5 separate regions of the Mus musculus genome follow, and regions 2, 3, 4 and 5 are each linked to region 1. Evidence: chromatin contacts called from public HiCAR-type and promoter capture Hi-C data. All regions are on one chromosome and are shown on one strand. The core of a region is the stretch at or near the end of the contact, and the rest is flanking DNA. Distances in the headings are between cores, read along the strand shown.

Region 1 (2,636 bases), core at 36-2,535:
AAGAAGAAGAAGAAGAAGAAGAAGAAGAAGAAGACGACGACTAAACCTGTGAAATGAGAATGGAAGCATATTCTTGTAATTTCCATATTTGGGAGGCTGAGGCAGAATCAAGAGAGTACAAAGCCTCCTGGGTTACATAGGGATAGATATAGATATATAGATATATCCTGCAAATAATTTGGGTGAGGACAATTTTACATACCCAGAAAAGCAAATTAATTATTCTACCATACAGACTCTATACAACAAAGTCCCAAATGTCTGTTCCAACTGAAACTCTTAACACATCTACTTGTTAGTTCTGGCAAATACAAGAAGATAAAACCCTAACTACACAGAAAGCACTTAGGCGCCTGGGAGCGGGGGTGGGGGTGGGGGGTAGTAAATAAGTCACAGCACATTCTAACATCGCCATTTCCAGCAGTTACTTCAGCAAACCCCATTAAATAATGGTAACCCCTCTATAAAGTTCTTTACGTAAATGTATAAGTCCCCGAGTATCAACATATTAACACCTGCTCCTATTTCCCACTGCCTCCTTTCCTCGATTTATTCTAAACCAGCTTCTTAATCCTAAACACGTAATCCACAGAGGCTTTCAGTGAATTCATGAATCCTCTGACGTTCTATGTATTTTTATTAAATTCTATGTGCTGAGAAAAATGCTCCTATCAAACTCTCAACGAGTAAGGGTATCTGAAGAGGTAAATAGCCGAATGGATGAATGACTGAGTGAATGAAGAGAGAATGAATGAATGAGTGAGTGGATAAAAGAAAGGCATCCAATAAAATATCTTAGCCCCTCTAAGCTCTCCAGGACATAACTTTCCAGGACTTAGTAACCATCTGTAGACACAGTTAAATACCTAATCCTGTACTGAAGATCTGGTTTCTGGTTTCACTTATCACAAAGCAAAACTCAAGGTTTTCATGGGGATTCGGTCCTTCCGGATGTTCGAGTCACCACCACCAACACCCCAATTCCGAGGGCTAAGGAGTCAGAAACCGGCCGTCGGCTCTCAGGCACGGCGCGGACGAGTCACTCTGAGCCGGCTTCTGGGTCATCAACTCTCTCTGATTCTTCCCATAAGCAAGCCCACCTTGCCTCGGCCTGTCTGGCTTCGGCCCTCCTCCTATGCGCCCCTTCACCATTGCAGAGCCAGCCGCTCACCTGTCCGGAGCCACTCACCGGGACTGAACCTTCCGCGCCCCACGGACACCAGAGCTCAACTCCGGCTTCCACCGCCAAGTCCACCTCAGCTCACAGTCGATTGGTCACCGCTCCGAAACGTCATTTCGCGGCGCCATGCTCTAGCCAATCAGAGAGCGCTTCTCTGGCTGACCCGAGAAAGTGAAACAGTCAGAAAAGCTGCGCCTCCATCTTTGAATAGGGCAAGGCTGTGGTTTCTCACCCAACAAACTTTAGAATGTAGAATTCCTCAGGATACATACTTTCTTGAATATATCCTGAAATTTTTCTCCTTCACAGAACCTCGGCGCCTGCGGAACCGTCATCCAAATGCATCCAGCACTCCTCAGGGGACCGCCCTGACACAACATGACGTCTGTTTGCCTCAGGGGGAAGTCCCTCTCATCGCCTAGCTACCGGGAAGCGAGAAGAGGGACGCGTAGCCCGGAGTTGTCCGGAGAGGCCCTCAGCCTGCGGGAAGGGGCTAGGAGGGGACAGAGAGTCTCGGCCGCTAGTTGGTGATCTTTTTGAGCTCAGCAAGTGCGGGTGCGGGTCCTCTCTTCGCGGTACAAAACTTTCCCTTCTCGTTGCTGCTGTGGTTTCTGTGCTCAATAAAAACTGTTTCTGGTGAACATCCTCCTGCCATTCCCCAGCAAGGAAGTGAGTAATTGGGGATGGTCTTATTCAGACACTTAAGGAAACTATCAGAGTCCGTTTTGATGGGTAACACAGCTTTTTCTGTGACCGCCGCAGTCATTTTTACACTTTCTTACAAGTGGCAAAAATAAATAAATAAATAAATAGCAGCAAATTCAGCGAGTGTGTAGTGCCTGCAGCGGCCAGAAGAATCTATTGTGTATCCTCTAACACGGGTGCTAGGAACTGAACTCCAGCAGTATACACATAGCCACTCAACCAACCCTTCATCCCGCCAACTAAAATCTTACAGTTATGCTAAGACATGTTATTCAAAGAGTACCCATTAAATAACCCAGTTTCCTACTAATGCAAACTTTTCTTTAAGACAGAGCCTAGCTGTAGGTTTGGCTGGCCTGGAACTCAGGAAGCCCTGCTTTCTTCTATCTTCCTATGCCTCCTCAATTTAAAAGCACACGCCATCACACCCGGCTAAATCAAACTTTTTGACGTCTATAAATCATAGGGACTTAAGTTTAAATAGGTGGTACTATAAAATATTACTGTTTGCATTACAATCTTTAAAATAAATTTACATTTTCTCATCATCATAAACATAACAATGTTAATGATGGCATGTTTAAAACCTTAAATTATGTTTGGGAAATGCAGTTATCTCTTCCTAAGGTAAAATGTAAAATAAAATATACATGTTCGTTATATCTAACGCTGAAAAAAAGAAGTCGCTTTTTAAATAACAAACACTAATATGATTTTATTTGTCAAATATTTCCCTTTCAATTTTTGGACC
Region 2 (2,636 bases), core at 55-2,554, 1.7 Mb before region 1:
GCGCGCCTCCGCCCTGGTGGCGGCTTCTGGCTCTGGCGCGCGGGCCGCCGCGGGCACCGGCCGTGGTTTGTGCCAGCGGCGGTGCGAGGCCAGGTTGGCCGGGCAGCTGAAGACCTTGGCGCACTCTGGGCAGCGGTACTCCACGCGCACGATGCGCGAGCACTTGTGCTGCGCCAGCGCGAACGGGTCAGCGTACTCCTCCTTGCACAGCTGGCAGATGAACTCGCCCAGGGGTCGGGTCGCGCCCCCCGCGCGACCCCGCGGCGCCTCCACCGGGCCCTCCTTGATCTTGAGCCCCAGAACCGGCGACGTGGTCACCTCGTCCTCGAAGTGCAGCTTGCGGATGGCCTTCGGCTTTTTGGCGCTCGGGGCCTTGGCTGCCTTGGCGGGCGGCTCTGTAGCGACAGCGGCGGGGGGCGCCGGTCGCTTGCCCGGGGGCCGCAGGGCCGCGGCGGGGGACAGTGGAGGACCGGTCCCAGGACCCCGGGCCGCCTCGGCGCCGGCGGAGAACGCAGTGCCCATCTTGAGCTCGGCGGGAGCGAAGAGCAGCGCGTCTCCGCCGCAGGTGCCGCCGCCGCCGCCGCCAGCGCCGTTGGCGCCGCTGCCTCCCCCTGCGAGCAGCGCGGCGGGCGTGGGGAAGGACTCAGCGGACACCGGCGAGCCCAGGTTGAAGCTGCGCTCGAAGTACTTGTGCTTCTCGTGCTCGCGGCTCACCGGCCGCGTGGGACTGTAGAGAGGCGCCGGGTGCGCAGCCTCGGGGTTGCCGAAGTGCGCGGCCCGCGGGCCTGGCGGGGGTGGCGGCGGCGGGCCTGGCGCGCAGGCGAGCGCGGCGGCGAGCGCAGCATGGGCGCGCTCCGCGAGCGCCGGCGGCGGAGGTGGCGGCAGCGGCCCGGGGCTGGGCACCGGGGGCTCGGCGCGGGCGCCCCCGCAGCCGGGTGACAGCAGCAGCGCCCGGTCACTGTCCTCGCCGCCGCGGACCCGGTAGGACACGGGCGTGGACTTCTTGCTGCGCTTCACCAGAAACCCGCGGGGCATGTTGGCGCGGTGAAAAGGGCGACGCACTGGTTGGGTCCCACCTCCGTGCTCGGCCCTGGCGGCCCTCAGTGACCCCAGCCCATCGCCTGCACGCGGCGGCTTCGGGACTCCCGCAGTGCCCGCGGCTGCTGGCCCGGCTCTGCGCTCCGCACGCGCGTCCCTGTCCCCGGGCCCGGGCGCCGCTCCCTTTTAACGGGGGGAGGGGGCCATTGTTCTCGCCTCCCGCTTCCCCCAGAGCCAATCAGAGCGTCCGCAGCTCCTCCGCCGACGAGGGCGGGAGGGCGACGGAGCGGCAAAAAAGGGGCCGGGACTCGAGGGTCGCCCGGTAGGTGCGGCAGATGTACCTGAGGGCGCGGGGCCCCAGCGCGCGCCCCTCGGCCGCCCCGCCCCGCCCCGCCCCGCCGCGCCCGGCGCCGCCGCCCCGCCTGGCCCAGGCACACGCCCGGCCCCGCCTCCCTTCACGGTCTGCTGCTCCTCTATGGGGAGGCGCACGTGCCTGGGCTTTGTGTGTCTCCTCCGGGGGGCGCGGAGCCGCCAAATGGGCCCGTCCATCAGCACGACAATGTGCGCCCCCCTCCCGCGCGAGGATTACCCGCGGGTCGCGAGCTAAATAGCAACAAAGGAGAAGAATGGCCCCAAATATGTCAGGAGGGTTCAATCCGCGAGCCGGAGCCCAGGGGGAAATTGGGCGCGCTGATGGGGTGGGGGCAGGGGCGACCCGAGGGCCGCGGCTGCTGCGGGAGAAGGGCGCGGGAGCTCCGCGCGTCGTATGGAAAATCATCGGCAAGGGGAACGCGCAACTCAACTCCGGACAGCCAGTGGCCCGACCGTGCTCTGGCCGCGGGAACCCGGGCTTCAGAGAGTAAACACGTTGAGCCAGCGGGCTTCGGCGGAGCGCCGGGTCTGGGCTCACGGGCTCAACCTGCCGGCGGGCCTCGAAAGCTTCTCTCGAGTTGGAGAAACTGTTGGCATAGCACGTTTTCGATCGCCCTCGGATGCGAGGCTGCATCCCTGGCCTGCTGGCTGGCTTCCAAAAGGAACTTGAATATCTGAAGTTACGTTCCTTTCCCTAATATGCCTGAAGCCGGAGGATTGGCATCTTTGCCAGGGTCGGACCCAGGCTTCAGGAGCCTCCTCGCTGTCCAGGGCGTAGGCAACGCCTGTGGAGTTGACCCAAGTGGGCCACGCACGGTGAAGTTGGTTTTCACCCTCTGCGCAGCCTCATGCATTTTCATTCTGAGCGGGCATTTTGTCTGTGGGTTGACATCAGATGCTAAATCAAGGGCTCCAATCAAGGCGCTGCGGAATAAAGCAACCGCCTGTCTGGGCGCGGGGGCCCCCCCCCCCCGGAGTCGTGCCCCCTTCACCTTTGTGAAGGAAATTAACCTCCCGCTATTGAGCGCGGGTCGCGGCCAATCTGGACGCAAAAGAGACGCGTGCTGCCGGGGGTGTGGGGAGGTGGGGGTGGCCAATCTGTCCTCAGAGGGAGCCTGCAGCCTGAGAGGACCAGCCGCTTCCTCCCGTGCCACTGGCAAGAGACAACAACGAAGGACACCCCTGGTACACACACGCCACACTAGACGCCAGATTTGGACCCAGAC
Region 3 (2,636 bases), core at 50-2,549, 1.5 Mb after region 1:
TTGGTAGAATCTGTCAATACATAGGCAGATTTAAAAACATATTATTCAAGGTTATATACTTCTTTTATCCCCACTTAAATGATACTGTCCTTTCATCTACATAATGACATAACTTTCGAAAGTATATTTATTAATTCTTTGAGAATGTCATGTGTTTTGATCATATTCACCAGAAAATGGTTTTTCAGTAAAATGATTTGAACATTTTGTGAAAGATCAGTAAACACGCACCTAGTTTTAAAAAGTCATTGTAATAGAACAATACAAATTAAGACAGTTCATAGATGCACTCATGAATGTATTGATTTAAACGATTAGTGTGTGTGTGTGTGTTTGTTTACCTGTGCCATCGTGTATGTTGAGGTCAGAGAACGACCTCTCAGGGGCTTTCACTTCTGTCTCTTTCCCACTATGTGAGTCTCAAGAGTGGTCAAGGTTGACAGTTCAGAGCTCAGATTCTTGTATCAATAAGATACGGATTTAAGTTCTGTTTACGATTTTACAACCTACTTCGATGGGGGGCAAGTTCCTTAATGTCTCAAGTCCCCAGCTACAAATTATGGCTACTAACAGCACCTATAAAATGGAGCCTATAAAATTATGAGACAGATATGTATCAGTCTGCACCAGTTAGCATCTACAGTTACTATTTATTATCGATAGCTATCACTCGTTAAAGGACACAAGTGTCTTAACGTCACACAACAAGCTGCTCTGAACAACTTATAGGAAGGGCCTGTACTATGTAGGCAACGGATAATAGGTAACGTTTCTCACAGGCTTGCCTCTCTACATGGGAACCTGGAGAAGGGCTGGGACTCAAGAGAGGGACAAGAGCACAGGCTCTGGCATTAGCTCCTTTGGGCTGAAATAGTGCAAGGGCACCAGAAACCCAAAGGCTGCCGGGGAGAAGAGGCCGAGAGTGCACAGTGAACTGCACACCCTGCTCCTCCAAGCAAGTCACGGGCCATTCTCTCCCCCTGGGCTAATTCCTATGTGTCCGCTTGAGCCTCTTTACACACCGGCCAATCCACCCAACACCAGGGTCCTCTGACATTAAAAACCCAACCATCCTGCAGAGAACAGGCTGTGACGCCGGGCCTCATTCCGCCAGCCCTGGGGTCGCCGTCCCTTCCTCCTATACGTCCGCGGACCGAGGACCACGCAACCGACGACACCTTCGCCCTCGCCGGCTCAGTTACCGCGGACGGGGCGGATCCCGCCAAACCCTGAGACCAGCCACAGCGAAAAAGAACCCGAGAGACTCACCTGAAGCCGGCGCGGTCCGCTTGAAACTAATACCGGAAGAGCTTCCCCGCGCCGGAAGAGGGCGGCCAAACTCCTCAATCGAACTCAGAGAAGTCGAAGAGTCGAGCACCGATTCAATCGAGCCCTCCTCGCCCCGGCCGGCCAAGGCGGAATCTTTCTGCGCACGCGCATTCCTGTGGGCTAGGAAGTTTGTGGAAAGGGGGAGAACTGGAAGGGATCAAATTAGGACCCGGGGGCCAAGCTGTGGAGGCAGAGGAGGGAAGGGTAGGGGGTCGTTTCCCTTACTGCGACTTTGAAGCTTCCCAACTATAGGATGTGATACAATTTTACAGGAGCCTGTCTCCAGCCACAAGTTAGTCAAGCCTTTCTATGGGTCCTGGTCAACTTGACTTAACACCATTGTCAATCTCTAGTTGTCAATCTCCAGGAGTCTGAAAGAACACACCAGCCAGCACTCTATAGATTACGTCTTAGATGCAGCCCAGTCTTCGACCCCTGAACAAAGAGAATTTTAGTCGTTGATGGTACTCTCACCAGGCTTCAGGAGCGAGCAAACTAAAGAGCCTAAACTCACTTAGACACAGTTAACTCCCGCCCACTCCCCCACCCTCTCCTTTCCTCACAAAATGCTTGGATTTTTCTAGGCTAAAAATTGGGGTAAGGACCAAATTGGTTGATTTTACCAGCCTGAGGTTTCTAATTTTTGAAAGTCACATGAAGTTGCAGGATGGAAATAGTGTTTTGAGAGTAGTAATTTTATATGCTTTTTTCACTGAAGTGATTAGGAGAATGGCTTATACTCGATAAATATGATTCAGACGATTGAATGAAGTTCCGTGAAAATTAGGTCATAATAAAACAAGTGTGATATCCAGTGAAAATCCTGTAAATGTAGGAAATAATGTTAAACAACCACAGAAAAAGTGTTCTTTAATTACATAGATATGGAAACCAGTTTGGCTTTTATAAAAACAATATCGAGTATGTTCTTAGCAAAAGGGCATCAAGTAAATACGAAACACTTTCTAAGCAACAGAAGGTCTGAGCAGTTGATTAACTGTGCTTGGTGGTAATGAGAGCATTGGAATAAGCTATAACCTGCCTGTGTTATATACATTCATCTGGCCGAGAGAGAGTTCGTAGCTATTTTCAAAAAGCAAATTGATAAACATGCAAGGACACTCCACTTGGGAAAAAAATAAAGAGATTTAAAGAAATGCCATACCTATTCTATCAAAGCTTGAGTCTCAGCTACTATACCTTTTGCACAGCAAAGAAGAAATTGTCCGATGACAACTCAGTGTCAGTGGCTTCTATGCTCTTTTCCAGGTTCACTTATAAAGAATGAACACATTTTTATATCCATG
Region 4 (2,636 bases), core at 89-2,588, 1.4 Mb before region 1:
GTAAGTTGACCAAGCTCCAGTAGACCACATATCCAAGAATATCTGGGCAATACGAATTAGTCTTCAAAGGTTAAAAAACAAAAAGACACACAGTTGGGTGAATAGGGAGTGGGGTAGATCTGGGGAAAGCTGGAGGAATGGCTATGATTAAGACGCAAAACTTTCAAAGAAGGAATTAAAAAACAAACAAACAAAATGCTTGATAAAAAGGAGTATTGATGGACAAAGGCTCGAGGGGGAGGATGAACAGGAGGTACCCTGAGGATGTTGACAGTTCCAGGCCAGCCTGGTCTACAGAGTGAGTTCCCGGACAACCAGGGAATCAGGACTACACCGAGAAACCCTGTCTCCAAAACAAAACAAAAAATCTTGCCGTTGTCCTAAATCTCAAGACTGTTACAAAAGTAAACTCTAACAGTTTCTTGTAACTGACACGGGGTGGGGATGGATCGTAGAAAGTCCTTTGAGGGTGGGGAAAGAGTAGGAAAAGCTCACCTTCCCAATTTTGCTGTCAATTCCAAAATTTTTATTTTAAAAAATTATCTTAACTATATGCTAAATCACTGTTTTTAATGTACTTCAGATATTATACGTACTAACATCTAGCGAGTATTTTACAGAGACAGATTTTTTTCTTTAATCTTAAGGAAATAGATACTTTTATCCTTTTATAGCTAAGGATATTAAGGATAAGAGAATTGAGATAATACAAATTTACATGCCGGGCGTGGTGGCGCACGCCTTTAATCCCAGCACTTGGGAGGCAGAGGCAGGCGGATTTCTGAGTTCGAGGCCAGCCTGGTCTACAGAGTGAGTTCCAGGACAGCCAGGGCTATACAGAGAAACCCTGTCTCGGAAAATAAAAAAAAAAAAAAAAAAAAAAAAATTTACAGACTAAAAATTTGATCAGTTTCTGTAGGTGCTTTGCTACTGACTAATTTCCACCTTTCTCTAACATCTTGTTTCAAAAATACCTCTTCTGATTTTTTTTTTAAAAAAATCCACATTTCAAGATTATTAACTTGGTCCAATCGCGGGGAAGCCTAAGGCGAGGGGGCGGGAACTCGAAAGACTACAAATCCCAGAATGCACCGCTGCCCAGGCTGCTTGCAGGGTTTCCTCGGTGCTTTTCCCTTCTCCCCGGAGTTTCTACACCTGAAATGGATTTCTACGCCCCTCAAAGGTGCCACGGCCTACAGCTGCACGCATCCCGGAGATAGACCTGGATGAGCCCTCGCCGCCAGAGCCCTATATCCCTGCGGCGCAGCCCGCCCTACCCACCTCACCCGCAGCTCCAGCAAGCCGCAAGTCTCCACAGAGGACGCGCACACAGTTGCTAAGGAAACGACGCGGCGTTTCCCCTGACTGGTGAGGCGGTCAAAGGTCGTCTTCGCAAGTTCCGGTTCCGGTTCCGGTATCTAGTTTGTTGTGGCTGACTCTGTTGTGCCGGCCGGTTCGAAGTGCTTTTCTCAAGTCCGGTTGTCGGCCAGGATCGCTCGAGTTCCACGGCTGCAGTCATGGCAGCCTCCACGGCGGCCGGGAAACAGCGCATTCCTAAAGTGGCCAAGGTAGGCGACCGGGAGGAGCCCCCGAACAGCATCTGCGGTGTCGGGCACCAGAGATTCGAGACAGCGATCTCTGTGCCGCGGTCCAAGAAGACAGGTGGTCGGTGAGGTGGCGCAGGGTCTTGTCACTCCGAGCTCGTCTCGCGTCTGCCCAGCCTTCCTTCCAGGGTTGCAAAGCATCGGTTCGGTTCGGTAAACTGTTTGCTTTGCTAGTCTCTGGGGATCCCCTACTTTTACTCCGGGCAAGAGTGCTCCACTAAAACTGGAGAGAGAGCGAAATGGCAACCCAGATAGATGTATCCAAGTAGTGTAGATATGCCATGGGCAAGAGCCAGAAGGGTGCCTGTAAACTTGAGGGTAAACTTTGTGAAGGAAGTTAACACTTAGGCTGCATCAAAGTTAGGCAGTGAAGAGAATGGCAGAGGATAGGCTCTGGGCAATGGCATAAAATTTAGGTTAGATAGTAAATTGTTATATTTCCAACTGTGGTTGATACTTCATCAATACTTAATAAGTGTCAAATCTTGCACTTAGCCATCACATACAGTCATTCTCTGGAAGTCTGATTTGGCCATTTTGTCTTGAGACAAGTTCTTATTTCCACATGTAATTATTGTAAAAGTCTGATGTGGTAGCTTCCCCCCTACCCCCGCTCCCAAACCCCTATCCTGAGTCATAAAAGCCAGGGAATGCATGCTGACTAAGTTTTTGACAGCTTGACACAAGATAAAGTTATCTAGGAGGAGGCATCTGGACTAAGAAAATTCGTCCCTAAGCTTGCTTGCTGGCAAGTGTGTGAGGCATTTTCTTGATTACCAATTGATGTGGACGCCCCCCCCCCCCCCGCCTACTTGGGCAGTGCCACACCTGGGCAGGGGCTCTGGTGTAGTCTGTGAGAGCAGACTGAGCACAGCTGGTATGCCTCCAGCTTCCTGCCGTGTCTTCCATTCATGAAGACTGTGGTCCAGTTGTGTAAGCCAATCAGTCAGCTCTTTCCTCTGCAGGTTGCTTTTGTTGGTGATGTTCGATCACAGCAGTAAAAAGGCCAATTAGAACTTAGGGTCCATCTGC
Region 5 (2,636 bases), core at 82-2,581, 1.2 Mb before region 1:
TTTCTGATGGATTTTCTAGGGTCAACCTCTGACATATGATCAGTCTCAATCTCTTTGGAAATAGAAAACACAGATACACATACATACACAGATACACATACATACTTATGAACACTTAAGGGCTTTGGATTTACTAACCACAAGCACTCCCCCCACCCCCCTTCTCAGTAATAAAGCAATAAGGTTTCCTTGGTGCGCCTCCTCTGGGGACAAGGACCATTGTTTGGGACACCTGACTGCAATACACTTCATGTGCACATTTAACTTCCTTTAGTCTATTCCCCCCCCCCCCAATCCCCAGGGCAGGGGGTGAGGTGTGAGTCAGGATTTTCCAAAATAAATTTGCATTTATTTGAGGATATGAATAAACAGGTCAAAAAGCCACAAAAGGAAAACTAATTTGCAAGTTCACATTAGAAATGGCCATCAAATCTTAAACATACGCACTCCATATAAAATAACCTTAAAAAAAAATCTCTCATTAAACCAGAAAGTTACTTTAGCCCCAGCAATGCCCACGTGAAACAGACAAGCTGTATGACTTTAATCTTGTCTTCCCCTTGCCCCACCATAAGAAACCTTTGAGTGTTTGAGAAACTAACATTTGATCAGCCTAAAGTGAGGTCCTGGAATCATTGTTTTGCTTTGCTTTGCTTTTTCTTCTGCTCTTTAATGATTCAGTCAGACGAATACACTGGTCTCACACCATTAATTTTTTGGAAATCAAAGTCCAGCTTTCATCCTGAAATTCCCTAGCTTAAAAAGCCTGAACAGCACACCACTTCAGAGCCCCTCTAGGGTCTCACCGTGTGGCATCTCTGACCCAGACCCCAGCCAGTGAGGAACTATTAAACCACAAAAGCCCCAGCCCGCTGAGCACCACCGTGCTCACAGGCAAGCTCCCCTGGCCCCAGCTGGTCTAGCCAGCAGGCTTTTAAGCTCCAGCCTGCAGCTTCGGGTGCCTGCAGCTCCTCAGGCTGCCGCGCAGAGGGAGCAGAGCTGAGATCCCAAATCCAGTTAGTTTCCTTTTACCTTAAAGAAACTTCCTCGCTTGTCCAGACCTTGGGCGCCCATGGTCCACGCTGACATTTCCCCCAGCGAGGCTCTACAACATGCCGGGGACTCCTGAAGGTAGAGACATTTTCAATGGTTAGTGGAGCCTGTAGGAAATTCCTTTCTAAGCCACAGAGCACTCACAACAACAGTCCTGCCAAGATCTTTTTCCGTCAACAACATTGTGCCATTTATTTCCCACCAAAGCCCTTACATCTCCTTTCAGCCCGGTTTCCTGCCGCGGCCAGCACTCTTCCTAGACTGTGCCCCACCTCGCTGCCCCACCCCCTCTGCCAGCAGCTGACGTAGAAGGTCTTCAGGACTTCAGGGAGCATAAAGATGGCTTTGTGTGTTTGCTTGACCCCAAGCTGAAGTCCAAAAGGAACCAATATTAGTTGTCCCCATAATCTGCTGTGAAAGCTTATAGATTTCATATGGCAGATCGCAGAAGAATGGATCCCTCTATGTCCCAGGAAATCCTGCTGTTAGGGAGTGAGGTCAGCATTCCCTCAGTTAGCTCTCCTCCCGGGCAGGCAAGGTCAGCAGAAGGGCACTAGGGAGAAATCCCTCTGTTTTTTCCCCCCTTAGAAGCCAGTGGGACTGGGATGCAGCCCAGAGAGTCAGTGTTTACAGAGCTCATTTGTGTAAGGGGACGCATGTAAACAGCTCCAGGATCATCCAAGGGCTTGGGCTCACTTTGGAACACAGAGGAAAAATTTAAAGGCAGGATAACAACATGGTCCTGAATCATCGCCGAGACTATCATGCTTGGAATTTCCCTTCCTAGGACAGAAACCAGTAATATCTGCACACACCCTGCAAAGACTTCCATCTTCATTTCAGTCTTAGCTGGGTACACACACCTGGTGCAAGAGACCTGGCTGAGACAGGTGTGTCTTGGGGTGGCAAGGGAAGTCCCCAAAGCCTTACTTACCCAGTGAAACTGTACAGCCAGTGAAACTGTACAGGTTTAAACAGAAATCTCACAAAGGGCTGGCTCTCTCTCTCTCTCTCTCTCTCTCTCTCTCTCTCTCTCACACACACACACACACACACATACACACACACAAACATGCCTTTCAACCCACTTGCTATAACATGTACAAGCCAGGGCATATTGCAGACACAAGCAACACAGAAAGTAGGAAGTGCAAACATCACTTGAATCACTAAGGAATATTAAAAGTGGTTGGGCTGCAGGCATGAAGTGGTGAGGTACCAAAGCCTGGATGACAGAGCCAGCATCAGACACTTGGATGCTGAGGTCAGCGCTAGTGACAGTCTAACAAGGGGAAAGGCAAAGTCTACCAGTGAGCAATGCACAAGTGTAAAAGCAAGAGACTTTGTAGAGATTCCTTTGATGCCCCCCAAACTGTCTCTCAACCCACACCCACAGTGAGCTGTTAGGTTGGACTCAGGTGTGGAATCTCATCTAGGCAAAACAGCATCTCACGCACCTAGCCTTCCTTTCAAAACCTCCTCTAGTTGACTTGTTGCTCCATGTCTTGGTCACTTTCTCTCTGGCATCCTGTTCCATTTGTGATCCTGCTGGGATGAAGGACAGTGATCCAAAACCCTCCTGG

The links. Promoter capture Hi-C pulls out the DNA fragments that hold promoters and counts their contacts. HiCAR-type assays count read pairs that join an accessible place to other places.
Region 2: a contact with region 1 is called in a promoter capture Hi-C map of embryonic stem cells, with 5 times the contacts expected there. The contact joins the promoter of Insm1 here to the promoter of Sec23b in region 1. A contact is called at or near these places in 2 of 39 promoter capture datasets (both in embryonic stem cells).
Region 3: a contact with region 1 is called in a promoter capture Hi-C map of liver, with 6 times the contacts expected there. The contact joins the promoter of Snrpb2 here to the promoter of Sec23b in region 1. A contact is called at or near these places in 3 of 39 promoter capture datasets (hematopoietic stem and progenitor cells, liver and pre-B cells), 2 of 484 Hi-C or Micro-C datasets (B cells and pre-B cells), 2 of 115 datasets of contacts at active chromatin or transcription factors (astrocytes and large pre-B cells) and 1 of 9 other capture datasets (adipose tissue).
Region 4: a contact with region 1 is called in a HiCAR-type map of astrocytes, with 5 times the contacts expected there. The contact joins the promoter of Cfap61 here to the promoter of Sec23b in region 1. A contact is called at or near these places in 9 of 39 promoter capture datasets (the 3T3-L1 cell line, cranial neural crest, embryonic stem cells and 5 more), 2 of 484 Hi-C or Micro-C datasets (embryonic stem cells and liver), 3 of 115 datasets of contacts at active chromatin or transcription factors (astrocytes and embryonic stem cells) and 1 of 9 other capture datasets (liver).
Region 5: a contact with region 1 is called in a promoter capture Hi-C map of the 3T3-L1 cell line, with 4 times the contacts expected there. The contact joins the promoter of Rin2 here to the promoter of Sec23b in region 1. A contact is called at or near these places in 2 of 39 promoter capture datasets (the 3T3-L1 cell line and frontonasal cranial neural crest).

The regions. Positions count from the first base shown.
Region 1 is chr2:144,554,878-144,557,513 of GRCm38.p6, reverse strand. Sec23b (SEC23 homolog B, COPII coat complex component) reads right to left here and starts at 1,285. Exons shown (of 20, transcript NM_001252544.1): 1 at 1,190-1,285. It overlaps Gm34292 (a long non-coding RNA gene), which reads left to right and starts at 879. Exons shown (of 1, transcript XR_003953925.1): 1 at 879-2,636.
Region 2 is chr2:146,220,665-146,223,300 of GRCm38.p6, reverse strand. It overlaps Insm1 (insulinoma-associated 1), which reads right to left and starts at 1,304. Exons shown (of 1, transcript NM_016889.3): 1 at 1-1,304. The coding sequence starts at 1,035.
Region 3 is chr2:143,061,732-143,064,367 of GRCm38.p6, reverse strand. Snrpb2 (U2 small nuclear ribonucleoprotein B) reads right to left here and starts at 1,299. Exons shown (of 7, transcript NM_021335.3): 1 at 1,270-1,299.
Region 4 is chr2:145,933,486-145,936,121 of GRCm38.p6, reverse strand. Cfap61 (cilia and flagella associated protein 61) reads right to left here and starts at 1,338. Exons shown (of 27, transcript NM_001369121.1): 1 at 1,282-1,338. It overlaps Crnkl1 (crooked neck pre-mRNA splicing factor 1), which reads left to right and starts at 1,422. Exons shown (of 14, transcript NM_025820.3): 1 at 1,422-1,568. The coding sequence starts at 1,518.
Region 5 is chr2:145,784,811-145,787,446 of GRCm38.p6, reverse strand. Rin2 (Ras and Rab interactor 2) reads right to left here and starts at 1,331. Exons shown (of 13, transcript NM_028724.4): 1 at 1,268-1,331; 2 at 1,033-1,125.